Regions from separate parts of the Zea mays genome. Here region 2 is linked to region 1. Evidence: chromatin contacts called from public Hi-C data. All regions are on one chromosome and are shown on one strand. Each heading gives the region's core, a stretch centred on a gene start, on an enhancer-like site or on the middle of the called end of the contact. The rest is flanking DNA. Distances are from core to core; before and after follow the strand shown.

Evidence for each region. Hi-C and Micro-C count contacts between places; a contact is called where the count stands out from the background.
Region 2: a Hi-C map of bundle sheath shows a contact between it and region 1, with 2.8 times the contacts expected there. The contact joins the promoter of CYP714B3 here to the promoter of LOC100382084 in region 1. A contact is called at or near these places in 3 of 25 Hi-C or Micro-C datasets (bundle sheath, ear and leaf).

The regions. Positions count from the first base shown.
Region 1 is chr1:54,497,600-54,500,922 of Zm-B73-REFERENCE-NAM-5.0, forward strand. It overlaps LOC100382084, which reads left to right and starts at 1,583. Exons shown (of 8, transcript NM_001174847.1): 1 at 1,583-1,661.
Region 2 is chr1:54,822,450-54,825,772 of Zm-B73-REFERENCE-NAM-5.0, forward strand. CYP714B3 (Cytochrome P450 714B3) reads right to left here and starts at 1,588. Exons shown (of 5, transcript NM_001397138.1): 1 at 1,050-1,588. The coding sequence starts at 1,368.

The DNA of each region.
Region 1 (3,323 bases), core at 333-2,832:
GATGGATGAATGGATCATGGTTCATGGATGACTGCTTGCCGATGTGGTGATGTCTGAAATCTAGATTGTTTGTGCTACCTGTTAGTACCTAGTTATCCCTTAATTAGGGATGGGACCTATTGGGGACCCGAAACCCGAATGAGGATGAGTATGGGATGAGTCTTGTACCCATGATGGATATGGGGATAGATCAAACATGATGGGGATGAGGATGGGTATGAGATACTATAACCGATGGAGAATTCCCCGTTGATATCTCTAGTTCTGTACTGTGGCTCGGAATGTTTTTTCACGAGCCATCTGAAGCCGTCCAAGCGCATCATAACGGCAAGAAATTCCATGGCGAGGCTTCATGGGTAGGGATGAAAACGTGACGGGAAATTCCCGTCCCATCCCGTTTCGAATACTGTTTTTTTCCGATCGTTTTCGAATTGTTCAAGAACCGATTAGAAACGGTACGAAAACGATTTAGCTAGTTTTTCGATCGTTTTCGTATTTTTCATTTTCGAGTCGTGCTAATACCGTTTTCTACCGTTTTATATAATATGAGATAGATCTAGCACATAATTTATTTAAGTTATAGACTTTTGTTGTGTTCAAGTGAATGAATACGCGAAAAACAAATGTTATAATTACTCTAACTATTATGAATGATGAAAAAGAGTTGTTTGTGTATTTCTAAATCTTAAAAATTAGGCAATACATCACTTTATTATGTTTTTGATAAAACTACAAAATAGTTATCTTTCCGACTATAGTTTATTGTTTTCGATCGTTTCCGAGTAACCGACACTTCCGATCCTGTATTGCGACCATTTGGTTTGGTTTTCGTTTTCGTTTTCGTCCCGACCAAAAAATATAAAAACAAAAACAATTTAGCTATTTTTTCGATCGTTTTTGACCGTTTTCATCCCTATTCATGGGCCTATACTGCTATACCCCACCATGCACCATGGTCCAGAGTCGAGAGAGGCAGAGGTGCGCTTCCCCGTGAGACTGTCTTCAACGGTGAACGCCTCCCTCCCCCCTCCCATTCTGTAGCGGCAACAGGATCCCCCTATACACTGCATCGGTTCCCCCTTCAATGCCCTCAATACCACAGCAGGCTTCTCTCTCCCTCTCCGTCAAGCGTGACGCTAAATCGTCCTCCCACCTCGCTGTTGTCATCGAGTGCACTGCCATGGACGTCATCGTCCCGCTCCATAGGTTGCCGCGCCACCGAGCAGAGAACCAGTAGTTGAGTTAGCTGTAGCGCAATGTATATTTTAGTAGCATGGTGGGATTTAGAGATATGGTATAGAGGAAACCATTGCAGAAGGTGAATATATAGGGGGAGAGAGGGTGATGATGTGGCATGGAAATAGGATATAGGGGGAAAAATTTAGGGGAAACCGCTGTAGACAGTCCCGGGCAACTGGTGGGTGTCGTCCTCCTCTTTGCGCAGCAGGTTCTCGCCTCCCCCTCCCCGCAGCTTCTCTCTCTCTCTCCCCCCCCCCCCCCCCCCCCCCCCCCCCCCCCCCCCCCCTCCCCGCCCCATCGTCGGCTAAAGGCGATCGTCCCACCCAGAATTTCCCCCCTCCCCCGCACCCCCCGCAAACATCCTAGCAGCCCTATCATCGCGCCGGTCCCGGCGGCCTGCCGGCCTCCTCGCACCCTCCCAGGTACACTCCGCACGCGGCTCCCCCCAGTTCTCTCAGCTCTCCCCGTCCAATCCAGTACAATCCACGCCGTCTCGATTGGCCGACGCCGCCAAGTCTGTGTGGGGTGCGATCGGCTCGCTGGGTGATCCTGATTGGAGTCGTGGATTCGTTGGGTCAGATGCAACAGGAGTGGAGGGGGATTACCTTTTTTTGTCGCGACTGCCGACTGGGGTCCGCGTATGCGGGTCGGGGTGGGGGGAGCGCACGTGGTTAGGGATTGTGAATTTGTGATCGCAGTACGAAAAGCTATGTCAGACTGGGTGGGGTAGACGAACCGGGGGTCATTTCAGGTCAATTATTAGGTGCTGTACTATGATAGCTTCAATCATCTTCGGATCTGCCATATCGTGCCATTCACTGGTGGAATATCTTGCTTACCTCAAGGGTTTTAAGTCTTAATCCAATAATCAGGGTCTTGTAGCCGTAGGGTTTATGTCCTAGCGCGCCCCCCATATATATACACACACACAGTAGACAGTACAATGCTCATGTGTTGCTGCGGCACACAAAAATAAATATTACACTTTATCTTTGCCAAAAAGCCTAGAATTGTCTGAGTTGAAAGGAGCCCTGGGTGGTTTTCACTGCCTATCTATGTGGTAATGGACCATTGATAGGGGGAGAGGAATAAACCTATGCGTTTCGCGTTTGATACAGGACGATCGTCAAAACTGGTGCTTTAAAGTAGTATATATATAGAATACGTATGTATGCATATGAGCCACCTGGTTCTGTTTAGCAACCAGATCCATAATTCAGAGGTTCAGGTGGACCCACGTATCATTCAATCAGTGGCAAATTTCCAACTGTATCATCTTACAGATTCTGTCCATAATAATATCAAATACCACATTAATTTGGATTTGTGATGAATTGATGATGAGATAGTAATTAGATACAAATACTACTGCCTTCTTTTGCAGCAGTAAGAGAGTTACTGTTATGAATAGGAATATTGTTAGGAGGACGGCATATATTTTTGTTGTGGGAGGTAGTTGAATGAGGCTCTAGACCTCAGTGCGGCTTAGGGCCAGTTTGGTAGAGGACTCCTTCCTGAATCCTGATGCTTCTTGATTCTGTGATGAGAGTGCTTCTGGTGGGGACCAAGGTGGGGAGCAGGGTAGGGAGTGATTCTAGATTGATTCTAGCAGTGGTTGAACAGAGAGCTATGGAGAATGTTTTTTAGCTCCCAGTTCGTAATAACGGAGAAGTGATTTGCATCAGCTCCTCACCAGAATCTAGTTGCATTTGAACTATTTCGTAGGGCTCTTAGGCTCTGTTTGTTTGAGCTGCAACTTTCTAAGCTTTTTTGAAAAGCTGCTGCTGGGCTTTTGATTCCGAGAAGCCAACGATAGCTTTTTAGTGATGTTATTACCTTCCTAGACTCAGTAAGCTATAGAAAGCCTATAAAATTAGGCTTCTCAGCTTCCCACATAAACTCAGCTTTTCTGAGCTTCTGGCTTTCAGGAAGCTAAACCAAAAAGCTAGCTGTTTGTTTCAGCTTCTGGCTTTTTACACCGAGAAGCTGGTGAGAAGCTCAAACAAACAGGGAAGAATCTCCTCTGAGGAAGCCGTGAGTGGAGCTGTATCAAACTGGCCTTTAGGTGCTGTGGTTGGTCACTG
Region 2 (3,323 bases), core at 338-2,837, 320 kb after region 1:
GGCCAGCACCAGCACGAAATAATGGAGTTATTTTTCTCGCACATGTGTTTGGTTTGAGGTTAAAATAAGATGAGATAGCGGTGAGCCGGTGACATCGTCTATTCGATTTTTTGGATCACGTCGTCACAAAAAAATACTTCAGTGTTTATCTCGTTCCCACATGATTTTTATCAAACACTATAGAAACTGTGGCAGCTCTCTTTCATCCCTCCTTGTATATTCAATGATCCAACCAAACACACTTTTAGTACCGTTCAACTATATGTGCACAAATCAACACCATCATTGCCGGGTCCTTGACAAGGATGGCACTCGGTGACAGAGAGAGTAAAGAAGTGGTGCGCGAGATTATTGTTGCTACTACTCGGTGTGGTGACATGCGGCCGCCGTATTCCTGTTGGCCTGTGGAGTGCCCCCAACAACTAACTTATTAGATGGCTCAATTATTGGGCTAGACATGTTACCAACACTCACCCATCTGTCTGCTGCTATCCTACTGGTTGGTCTTCTATCCCAAATTATGGGGGCTTGGATTACATGCCTAAAAGGCTGATGTTTGCCATCTAATTAAGTGTTGTTTTGTACTGCAAATTAAGGCGTTCAATGAACCAACGTTTTTTAGTCACCTTATCATCCCCAGAGTGTCGTCGGTCTCTAGTACTACTCGGTGTGGCTACCTACGATACTAGTGACAGAACACGTCCACTGAACTCAAGTAAAAGCTAACACAAGCCACTGACTCAGTACTGCTCTCATCCCAATTAATTACATCAGACAGATATACATATTGCGTATTTGTTTCATCAATCCGATTTCTTAAACTAGTGATTAATTGGCTCGTCCAGCTGGGAGCTAGAGCGGTGAAACATTTTAAGGTTATCAACAGCGGCAAGCGAGCAGAAGTGCAGAACGAGAGAGTAAAGCAAGCATCATAGCACACTTCAAACTAGCTAGGCATGGAGAAAGCCGTAGCACATGCGTGCCCCCCAGACACACACCAACAAATGCAGTGTGTATGAAAGCGTAGAAGGGCGAAGACACGTACGCACCGTACTCTTTCCTCCATTTCTCGTAGTAGGGCAGCACCGCCGGGCGGTAGTCGTGCACGATGCCGCCGCCACCGCCGCCGCCGCTGCCGCTACTGCGTGCCGACGCGCGCGCAGCCTTCGCAGCGGCGGCCGCCTCCCTCATGTCGGCGAGGTTGCCGTACGGGAACGACGGCCGCGGCCCGCCGATCTTCTGGTCCTCGAACTTGGCGAGGACCTTCTGCGGCACGAGCCAGAGGATGTGGTAGAGGTACACGGCGAGGCCGCACGCCCCCACGCAGCACAGGCTCAGCAGCACCTTCACGGCCATGGCCACCTCCATTATTATATAGCTTCGCGCGCGCTACGAGAGATGTGATCCTCGCTCCCCTCTCCCTGATGGCGTGAGACTTCCCACTCTTCTCTCTCTCTCTCTTGCTACGAACGAGCTATGAGTGCCAGGCCCAGGGGTTGATGAAGGTGGTGGTGGTATGTATATTGAGAGGTGAGGGTGGCCGGGTGGTGTCCCCAGCTGAGTGAGGAACTCGGCCACTCGGGGAAGGTTGCCAACTTTGACATAAAAGGCTCCCGAGTAAAGAAGCTTGGCGCTTGCAAGAGGGCCGGCCGCCACTCACATGTGCATCCTTCGAGCGGGTGGGCCGCAACACGATAAAATCCCCAAGTGTGCCCATGTTTACTCAGAGTTGATTTCCCAGCTTCTCGCCGTACATCAAAAGGGTTCAACCGTGATATGAACATAACTCGCTCATTCCAAATACAGTTAACTGTTTGGCTTCTGACTTGAGCCATATAGTAGAAAGCTCTCAAATTCACGGTCTTGTGCGATGGGAATTATAAACTTTGAACTTAAACTTTATCCGGGGTCAACGTTAAGAACGAGTAATAATGAAATCGGAATACGAAAGAGAGTTCTTCTTGTCATGAGTTGCTCAATCAATGGATAACGGATAACTTTTGGAGCTAAACTCAAAACGATTGCAAGCAAGAGAACTTAGAGAGGGGGGAGAAGAAGAATCAAATCGCAATACAAAATTAGCACAAAGACACGGGCGATTTGTTTTCCGAGGTTCGGTTCCAAAGAACCTACTCCCCGTTGAGGAGGCCACGTAGGTCGGATCTTTTTCAACCCTTTCCCATTCTCAAACTGTCACTTATATCGGTCGAGTGTTTGTCCTTAATCTCGAGGGTCACTTAGACCCCGCAAGGATCACCACACAATTAGGTGTCTCTTGCTAGCTTTACAAGAGAGAATTTAGAAAGAGAGGAAAAAAGCACGATCAAAACACCAAGCCAAAGAGCAACAAAATATCACAATGTCACACTCTTTTGTGTCTCTCCAAAGCACTAATCACAAATGATTCTCGAACACAATTATGGTACTTGGAGATGGATTTGATGCTTTGAGTGTGGATGGAGTGAAGTCTTTGCTCCTTGCAATGAATGTGAGTTGTGGAAGCTTGGTTGTATTGAATGGAGGTGGTTGGGGTTGAATTTATAGCCCTCAACCACTACATAGCCGTTACCAATTTCCTGCCACACGCGAACGGTATGTGCCCCTTGGCCGGACGGTCCATCCCTGCATATCAACGGTTAAAATCTCAATGGTCGGCAATAACGACTGTATCAATGTCTATAAGTGCATTAACTGCGTCATCAGATGTCAGATAAAGCAGTCGCAAACGGTCCGGCTGTGCACCCCAAACGGTCCGCGAGGACGCTAAAATGAATTTTATCAAACCCGACACCTTCGGGTTTTTTTGGGTTTTCAACGGGTGGACGGTCCGTGTCTCATGGCTGGATGGTCCGTACTTGGTCTCTGACAGTACTCATCTCACCTTCGGACAATTCGTAGTAGAGGTTCTGATATTTGCCTAGTTTTTGTTCGAGGTGTCGAGGACGGTCCATCGGAAGGGCCCGAACGGTCCGTGCATAGGTGATTTCTTCAAAAACTCTCATGTCTAGAATAATCTATGTTATTTAGGACAGTCGACTTAGAATTGAGATGAATAGACTTTTGCACCTGTGAAACAATTAACTAGGCAAACTAGTTAGTCCACAAGGTTGTGATGGTCATCAAGCACCAAAATCAATTTAGAGAAAATGGCAAAATCCCATTTCCCTTTCATATGGGAACAAGGGATCTTGTTCAAGAGTATCTGGTGTTTAAATTGTGGTCGTTAAGATTTGAGTGGGAGATGTCGAAGATGACTGAAAAGGATGCTTTGGATGCGGAGACTGGGCTAGTCGGACTTCGCTATAAGTATAAGTTTGAAGATG